Linked DNA regions of Hordeum vulgare: region 1 is linked to region 2. The links are chromatin contacts, called in public Hi-C maps. All regions are on one chromosome and are shown on one strand. Each heading gives the region's core, a stretch centred on a gene start, on an enhancer-like site or on the middle of the called end of the contact. The rest is flanking DNA. Distances are from core to core; before and after follow the strand shown.

What was found. Hi-C and Micro-C count contacts between places; a contact is called where the count stands out from the background.
Region 1: a contact with region 2 is called in a Hi-C map of seedling, with 6 times the contacts expected there. The contact joins the promoter of LOC123449153 here to the promoter of LOC123449151 in region 2. A contact is called at or near these places in 5 of 6 Hi-C or Micro-C datasets (leaf and seedling) and 1 of 1 datasets of contacts at active chromatin or transcription factors (embryo).

The regions. Positions count from the first base shown.
Region 1 is chr4H:500,816,966-500,820,970 of MorexV3_pseudomolecules_assembly, forward strand. It overlaps LOC123449153 (peptidyl-tRNA hydrolase ICT1, mitochondrial), which reads right to left and starts at 1,634. Exons shown (of 8, transcript XR_006631961.1): 1 at 1,231-1,634; 2 at 45-104.
Region 2 is chr4H:500,532,693-500,536,686 of MorexV3_pseudomolecules_assembly, forward strand. LOC123449151 (chloride conductance regulatory protein ICln) reads right to left here and starts at 2,691. Exons shown (of 7, transcript XM_045126255.1): 1 at 2,354-2,691; 2 at 2,124-2,247; 3 at 1,003-1,120; 4 at 1-12. The coding sequence starts at 2,514.

The DNA of each region.
Region 1 (4,005 bases), core at 384-2,883, 280 kb after region 2:
ACACCAATGCAGTGATAAATAAGGAGAATGTACAGACAGCAAACCTTTATTAACATTCTGACCACCTGCACCCCCACTTCTTGCAAAACTAACAGTAACATGATCTGCACACATAAAGTGGGCTATTTCAGAACAGCTTGGCAACCCACGTAACGATTCGATACATAGTCATCAGGAATCAAACATTTAGAAATATCACTGGGATACAGAATACAGATCTAATACTGTTGACACTGGCACAGTTATGTGAGGGCTAAACTGTGCCATGGCCCGCTCAATCCAAAACATATGCATGAGTAATAGACTAGTTGATAAGCAAAAACAATGCCTATGTACGAGTGAAAAAAATGAAGCTTAGATTGGCCTGCCCTGGTTTTTTGTTGTAGCTCCGCTACTGACCGCTGACATAAATAGTTGTAATGTATGCTATATATATGATCGCAGTTTAGCGACTTCTTCAAACTATTTTCCTTATTCCAGTACATAGTCAAATACCTGAAACAAGTCGTGACAAGAATATGCATTTTACTTGCAACTTGCAAAAATCAGGCCAGATGCTCCATCACATCTTACATGAACTTACAGGTTAGATAAAGCAGTTTACTAACCAAAAGTTCACTATTGCCTCACATCTGTACCTAATATTTATTTCTTCTTTTTTGCTTCAAGCTATAAGGCAAGCAAGCCTAGCTACTTGTCAAGCTTAATTAACTTGCTTTCCACAGTACCGGTTTCTGCTTAATAAAAGCAGATTGGCAACAGAGCAACCAAATCAACTTCAAAGCTCGCATTCACCACACCGCCAGCTTAAAAATTCTAGGGCGCTATGTAAATGCCAGCAGAACGATGTCCTTAGCATGAAATGTATGCATGAGTAGCAGATACACATATACTTGAATGAGCAATCAGGAGGGCCAACTCCCTGGGGGCTAGATGGCTAGGTAGAATGGACTTATGGACCTACATCAGGTGCCCATTTCGTGCTCCATAAATTACATTTTTACTGCAGAGGAATTGTAATCCTCCCGAGCCTTTAGCAAATACGGTACCTCGTGATCCCCATCTTCTATGTTTCTAGTCATAAGCTACAAATTAAAAACTCTAATTCTTAATACGGAACTTTGCTAGGATTGAAACAGTTTTACTTACTACTCTATTTCTAGAGCATGCGGCCATCAATTCGGATTTGATGTACCAATGGGGGCAATTAGGGCGGTTGGAGTGCGTTACCCATGGTGATCTTGGGGGCGGGATCAGAGCCGGCTGAGGCTGCGCGTTCCTCGGCGTCGCGCATCACCTGCTGTGCCAGCGCTAGTCGCGCTGACACCTTCTTACCCCTGCCGTCGCCGGCCTCGGCCGCCGAGCATCGGAGGTGGACCAACCCGACCCTGCCAACGCTCAGGCCCAGGCCCAGGCCCGGGCTCGGGGAGGGGAACAGGGGTCCTCGGAAGAGGAGAGAAGGGACGTGACGGAAGCCGAGCCGTAGGAGGCGGGTGCTCCGCATGGCGGTCGCCATTAGCCTTTCTGTGGAGGGAGCCGAGTGTCGAGCGACGAGACGACCGGAATGGCCACGGTGGGCATACGGCAGCAAGGTGAAGAAGAAGAGGTAGAAATTCCTTTGGGCTTAAAGGGCTTCGGTGGTGATCTGCTCGCTCACGGGCAAATATTAGAGGTAGCAAGCACAGAGTAGTTTCTCCAACAAAAAAACAAAATCACCCCGGCTATATTTGGCGCGTTAAGCGCCGCGGAAGCGTACTCGCGCCCAGTGCAGCCACTAGTAGGACGGCCCATGAACGCGCAACGCAGTACACAGAATTATAGCGCGACAAAACCACCGAAAATATTCGCACTACGGGGAATAGGGCTCGCGCCGCACATCCCTGTAATTGCTTAGCTAACTACTCCCTTGGTTCTAAAATTCTTATCTTAGATTTATCTAGATATGAATGTGTCTACTCAAGTTTTAGTATTTAGACACATCAATATCTAAACAAACCTAAGACAATAATTTTAAAATGGAGGGATTACTACAGTGTCAGTCTGTCAAAACGCTACAGAAATATTGCAACTCGGGTTATTTTAGAACTAATGCAGCCGCGCTATATATTACTCAGTCATTTACTATGTCACTGAGAATTTTGAGTAATTATATATATTTTTTGGAAAAAGTTTTTTAATGAAAACAGTTTGTTGAATTTCAAAAAACTTATTTCAAAAAAAGTTCATCGATTTTGAAATAACTTAATCAATTTTGAAACAAAATTTAAAAAGGAATCATCGAATTTGCAAAAAAATCATCAACTTTGAATAAAAATCATCGAATTTAAAAAGCTCACCGATTTGGAAAAGTTCATCCATTTGAAAAAAAGTTCATTCAATTTAAAAAACGTTCATCAATTTTGAAACAAATTATCTGTAAAAAAGATCATTGAAATTGAAAAAACAGTTCATGCAATTCAAAAAAAACTTCATCAAAATTTTAAAAAGGTTCATCAAATTTTCAAAAAAAGTTCATCAATTTGAAGAATAGTTCATTGAACCATGAAAAAGAAAAAGTAGAAATGAAAAAGGAAACAATTGAAAAGAAAAAAGAAGAAGAAAAAAGTAAAAGGTTATAAGATACCAGGCCCGTTGGGTGGCCAGGTGGTTTGCATACACCCCTTCGCGCTGGGGCTGACTTTTTTTGTGTGTGTTAAAACTACAAAAAGAAACATGCATGGCGACAAATTCAAACTTTGGACCTCAATTGTCCCATAGCAGTGCACCAACCACTAGGACATCACACTGCTTGTGCATACTAACTTTGTTTTTCTTTTGTTTTATTCTTTCTCCAGTTAAAGACCCTCGTCTGGGGAGCTTCTTGAATGACAAGCGAGGCAAGAGCGACGGCAGGTGTTCTTCAATTGGGGATGGCACGTCATCAAAACCAGTTAGCACAGTCAAAGGCAATGCCGCCACAAATCATGTCCAAAACCATTGGGGGTGGAGATTTTTCTGGTTTGCCACAATTTAGGGGCCTAAGAAACTTGTTTTAAAGTTGAGAAGGTATTTGATGCCAATAGCCGAAATTGAGGGGAAATCTATACTTTTCTCAACAAAAGAAAGTTGTGGGCGACATCTAGCAGTCTTCCGCAAATAAAAGACATTTAGAGAGGTTTCGATTGCCCCTCTTCGTAGGCTCGTTATTTTTGTTATACTTGGTTTCTTCAAAAAATAATTATTTTGCTTCGTTTTTCATTGTTATCCATGTTTTTCATCGTTTTCTTTGCCGATTTTTTTGGTTTCCCCTTTTGTCCACACATGTCCGATTTTTTGCAGTACAAAATATATTTTTAGAATACATGTGAACTTTTTTATGATACACTTTGGATTTTTTTAAGTACATGATGTATATTTTAAAAAATACATTTTATGAATACAAAGTTACATTTTTTTCAAACTATACTTTGTATATATTTTTAGTGGAAATAAACATTTGTTCCTATGGGAATATATGGTTTCACATTATATATTCTAAATACCACATACATTTTTGGAATCGTCAGAATATTTCTTTAAAATGTCACGTAAATTATTTTATTGTTAGGAATTTTATTTTTAAAGTATGCAACATTTTATTTCCGTTGTGGTTGTAGCATATTTTTGAAAATGTCATAAAAACTTTTTGAAACCCATGAACATTTATTTACGAGTTATCCTGAATTAGACGAATATTTTTTGTACATTTTGTAAACATTGTTTAAATGGCTGGTACGTTATTAAATATATGACATTTTCAAAATATCTTACCATTTTCCTTACACATGATTACAAAATTCCTATACATGTTTCATTTTTAAAAAAAATTATAAAGCAATAAATTAAACAAAAAATGAAGAGAAAACGCTTGTACACACGAGGTCAAATCGGGTTGCTTTATGCATGAACTTATTATCAGGATTTGCATCTCTTATATAGTGCATGTATCGTGCTATATATTTTTTGGTGTTGATTTGCAGTAAGAGG
Region 2 (3,994 bases), core at 1,441-3,940:
AAAGTGAATCTACTGAACTTCTGTCAAGGATATCAAGCATGATTGTTTTACGAGAAGGTGAACGCTGCTTTTATAATTCATAGCAAAGATGTAAAGGGAGTTAAATTAAGTATTGAGCCTAATAGTGTTTGTCGTACTCAAATATCCAAAGAAACATCCAAGATTCAGGGTTAGTTGGGCTTGCTAGTGTATGTCAGGTGATACTTATTTTAAAAGCTGTTGTGGAACTAATTCTGTTATCCAATGCTCGCTCCACTCTTATTCGCACTGCATTTTTTGTTTTCAGGACATATAACAGTTTGAAAATTAGTTCAGGAAAAAATTACTCTAGTGACCTAAAACGTCTTATATTAGTTTACAGAGGGAGTACCAAACACCAAAACATCCAAAACCGACGAGATTGTCATAATACACTACATCAGAAAACAGAGCTCGAATCATTTTTTGCATTGCATCGCATGATGTACCTACGAACTAATTAGCTTATATAACTTCTTCCAAAATTATAATAGATTTATCTAATCACTAGTTCACTACATAGTTTTATCTATATTATTACTCCCTCTGTAAACTAATATAAAAGCATTTGGATCACTACTTTAATGATCTAAACACTCTTATATTAGTTTACAGGGGGAGTACTTGGTTACATCCATATCTTCATTTTCTGAAAAATAGGAAATGATGGAAACACAATTGGAATGCAGTGGTTCCCATCAATGCAGATGAACTTAAACATATTTTTGACCTTCAGTAGCAAAGAGGAAAGATTCGAATTCCATGTTCTAGAACTAATTCCTTTACTGGATAAGTCATTAGAAAAATAGAAAGTCGAAGCATCACTATTACAATAAACAATAGAAAACAGAAATTAACTGCAAAAAAAAAGGCGGCAGCCTAAAGCTGTCCACTGGTTTTTAACAATGAAATCAGAAGAAGGCATTGCAAGATAAAAGCATCAGCCATAATGGGCAAAAGTATATGAAAACTTTAGAAGGATACGTTGGCCAGCGTCTGCAAGTATAATACGCAACTCAGAGATTTTTGGTAGCTGTGAGTCACCATATGCTTCAGCATCCATATCACCACCTTCTTCATCGGAGTTAGCTTCGGCCTCAATCTATAAACAGTATAAGAGGGGTATCACACATTAGAGCTATAGCATTCCAACAAACGAGATTATTACTTAGCTATCTAATGAGCACTGACCACAAAGAGCAAAACCAGAACGGACCAAACAATCAGTATAAATGTAGTAACAAAGTTAGGTATTTACTAACACTAGCTTTATTTTGCAAACAGACCAAACTAGTTTTCTTTTTAAAACTTCAATCATCCACACCCTAGGGCTGATACAAGTCCTAAAACACTAGCAGCAGACTAACAAACGGGCTGCAAATGGCAAGTCAATGAGATATGACACAGGTCACTGCTAGCCACAGGTCACTGCTAGCTATCAAGAAAAGAGACACAGAGGCTGCATTTGGCGGCCCATGTGCATATACAGAGAGTATATCTTAATAAAGAACTGTGTAATATGGAGTTTAGTCCACTCCAACCACAGAAATATATGACCTTAGCTACGTTTTAAGCAACTCATTTGATGAACCACACGACTCAGGATATCTCATGTTTAACATCCCACCGAACCAAGTGACATTCCAAAGGCATAATGGTGCCAGACAATCCTTGATGTTACAGCTAGACCTATAACTGTAATCATAAGATATCAAAATATGCATGCTACATGTGACACAAATCATACACTAAATGACTTATCTGCCATATTAAATTTCCCACAACCCAAATCTCCTTGTTCATCCAAGCTACAAGGCACTAATATAAAAGAAACAGCAAAAAAAGCTTTATATGCTCAAATGAGCCCCCTGACATGCGTGTTGTGTGCCGAGAGGAACTAACAATATAAACCACCAAAACAAACTGCAGCAAATAATACCAACAGAACATGAGGACTAAATGACTTACAAAGGTCAGTCCAAGTACACCCCCAACTTCAAACAAGCCACAAATGTTAAAAAGTAAGGAAATACAAGTGATCGACTGTTTTCCAAATTAGTCACCAGCACCACAAAATTTCACAGGGCGGTTGTACCCTCAATCACCTGAGTGTAGAGGCACGGCGAGGGGTACGCCTCCGGGTCGCGTGACACTGCGTGGAGCGTGATGTCCAGGAAGTCCACCACGTATCCTTTGTCCTTCTCCGCCTCGCTGAGCCAAATCACCCTCCTGAGAACAGAAACGCAAACGGGCAGGAAAAGTAAGGCGCCGGAAGAGACGGCCTCGGTGCCGGTGCGGCAGGAGGGCGCGAAATCCATCAGCTCGCGCCCTCTACCTGGTGGTGATGAAGAGGGTTCCCGGGGGCTCCGGCGCGCGGCTGCCGAGGGCGACCGAGGCGGCGCGCTCCACGCAGACGAGCTCCTCTCCGGCGGCGTCGTCGAGGCGGGGCGCGCCGTCTGCCGCGACGTCGGTGAAGCGTTTGAGCCCTGGCGCCATGGGGGGCGGTGGTGGGGACGAAGCAGAGAGCTAGGGTTTCGGGCCTTGGACTTGGAGCGTGCGAGATTTGGGGATTTTCTTTTGAAAGGGTTTAGCGGTTGCTCGAGTGGAAAACAGCTTTGTATCCTGGCTGCGCCATACGCTGGTGAGCTGGTCACCGTCTCCTACGCATAGTTTTATGCGGCAGTAGCATGGCCCAAGCAGTCCGTTATAAAGGCCCGCAGAACGGACCAGAATGCTGTTCCCGAATTTTAGCTGCCGCTGCTGTCACCCAAAAAAAAGATAAACAAAGAAAAAAAAAGGCAGCTGCCAAGAAACCCTCAAAAGAATCACGTCAAAAACACTCAAAAGAAAGAAAACTACAGCCGCCAGGATGTTCCTTTAAAACAATGGTAAAGATTGTTCTTGCTTTATGGCTGCTCACTTGGGAGTTTCTAGTTTGGCTGCTCACTTGGGAGTTTCTAGTTTGGCTGCTCACTCAAGAAATAGGCATTAATAAGGGGAAAATGTTTAAAACCAACCGACTAATTTCTGGCTGCGGTAAACCGCTTCGTGACGCGTCCGATCGACTCGATGTGCGTTGCTCGCCTCGTGCGCAAGTCGCGTCAGCCACCGGCCACCAAACGTTATCTCTTCTCTTCCGCGAGCGTAAACCAACCATTTCTTCTTTTTCTCTCAGAAAAACATGAATACGTAATCCACTTTCTTGGTCTCTAACCTCTCGTCCCTCTCCTCGTGAAGCTTTGCTGCTCAAGTTTCTCAAAAATATACATGCAAAACCGACGGCCATGTTGGGATGCAACACATCACACGTTGTCATCAAACACTCGCGATGCTGCAGAGATGCTCCGACGATGAGACGGAGCAACTATCGACGGTTTCCGGTGCTGTGATGCAACATTCGGCGGTGTTGCCGGCGCTGCGACACGGCGCTCGTCGTTGGCCGCCGGGGCTACAATGCATCCCTCATCGGTGTTGTGCTGCTATGGGGCCCGTGGTGGTCGTCGGTGCTGCGATGTAGAGTTCGGCAATGCTATGATGTGGCGGTTGTCGGCTGTCGGTCATGTGACATAGCCCTCGCAAGCGCGACCGGAGCTGTTGGCGGTCCAACGATGCTCCACCGCAGCCACGGCGACACCCCGATGGTGTTGCATTAAAGCTCCACCACGGCATCAGGCGACCAAGCAATACTCCATCGCAGCAGCGGCGGTCACCGACGGTGTTTCATTGCAGCTCCACCTCAACATCGATCATGCTACAACCGGCCGACGGCAACCGTCGCACGCTCGATCTATGATGAAGTCCGCTGCAATGGAGCGGTTTATGTTTGTTGCAAAAGATACTGTGACGGGCGATGAGTATCTTGTGATGTGAGAGACGAACTGACGTCCTTGATTAAGCGTAACTAACGATAGATAAGGCGGCTAATAACTACAAGTTATCAGTCGGTTGATGGGTAGCATCAGCCTTAATAGGGATT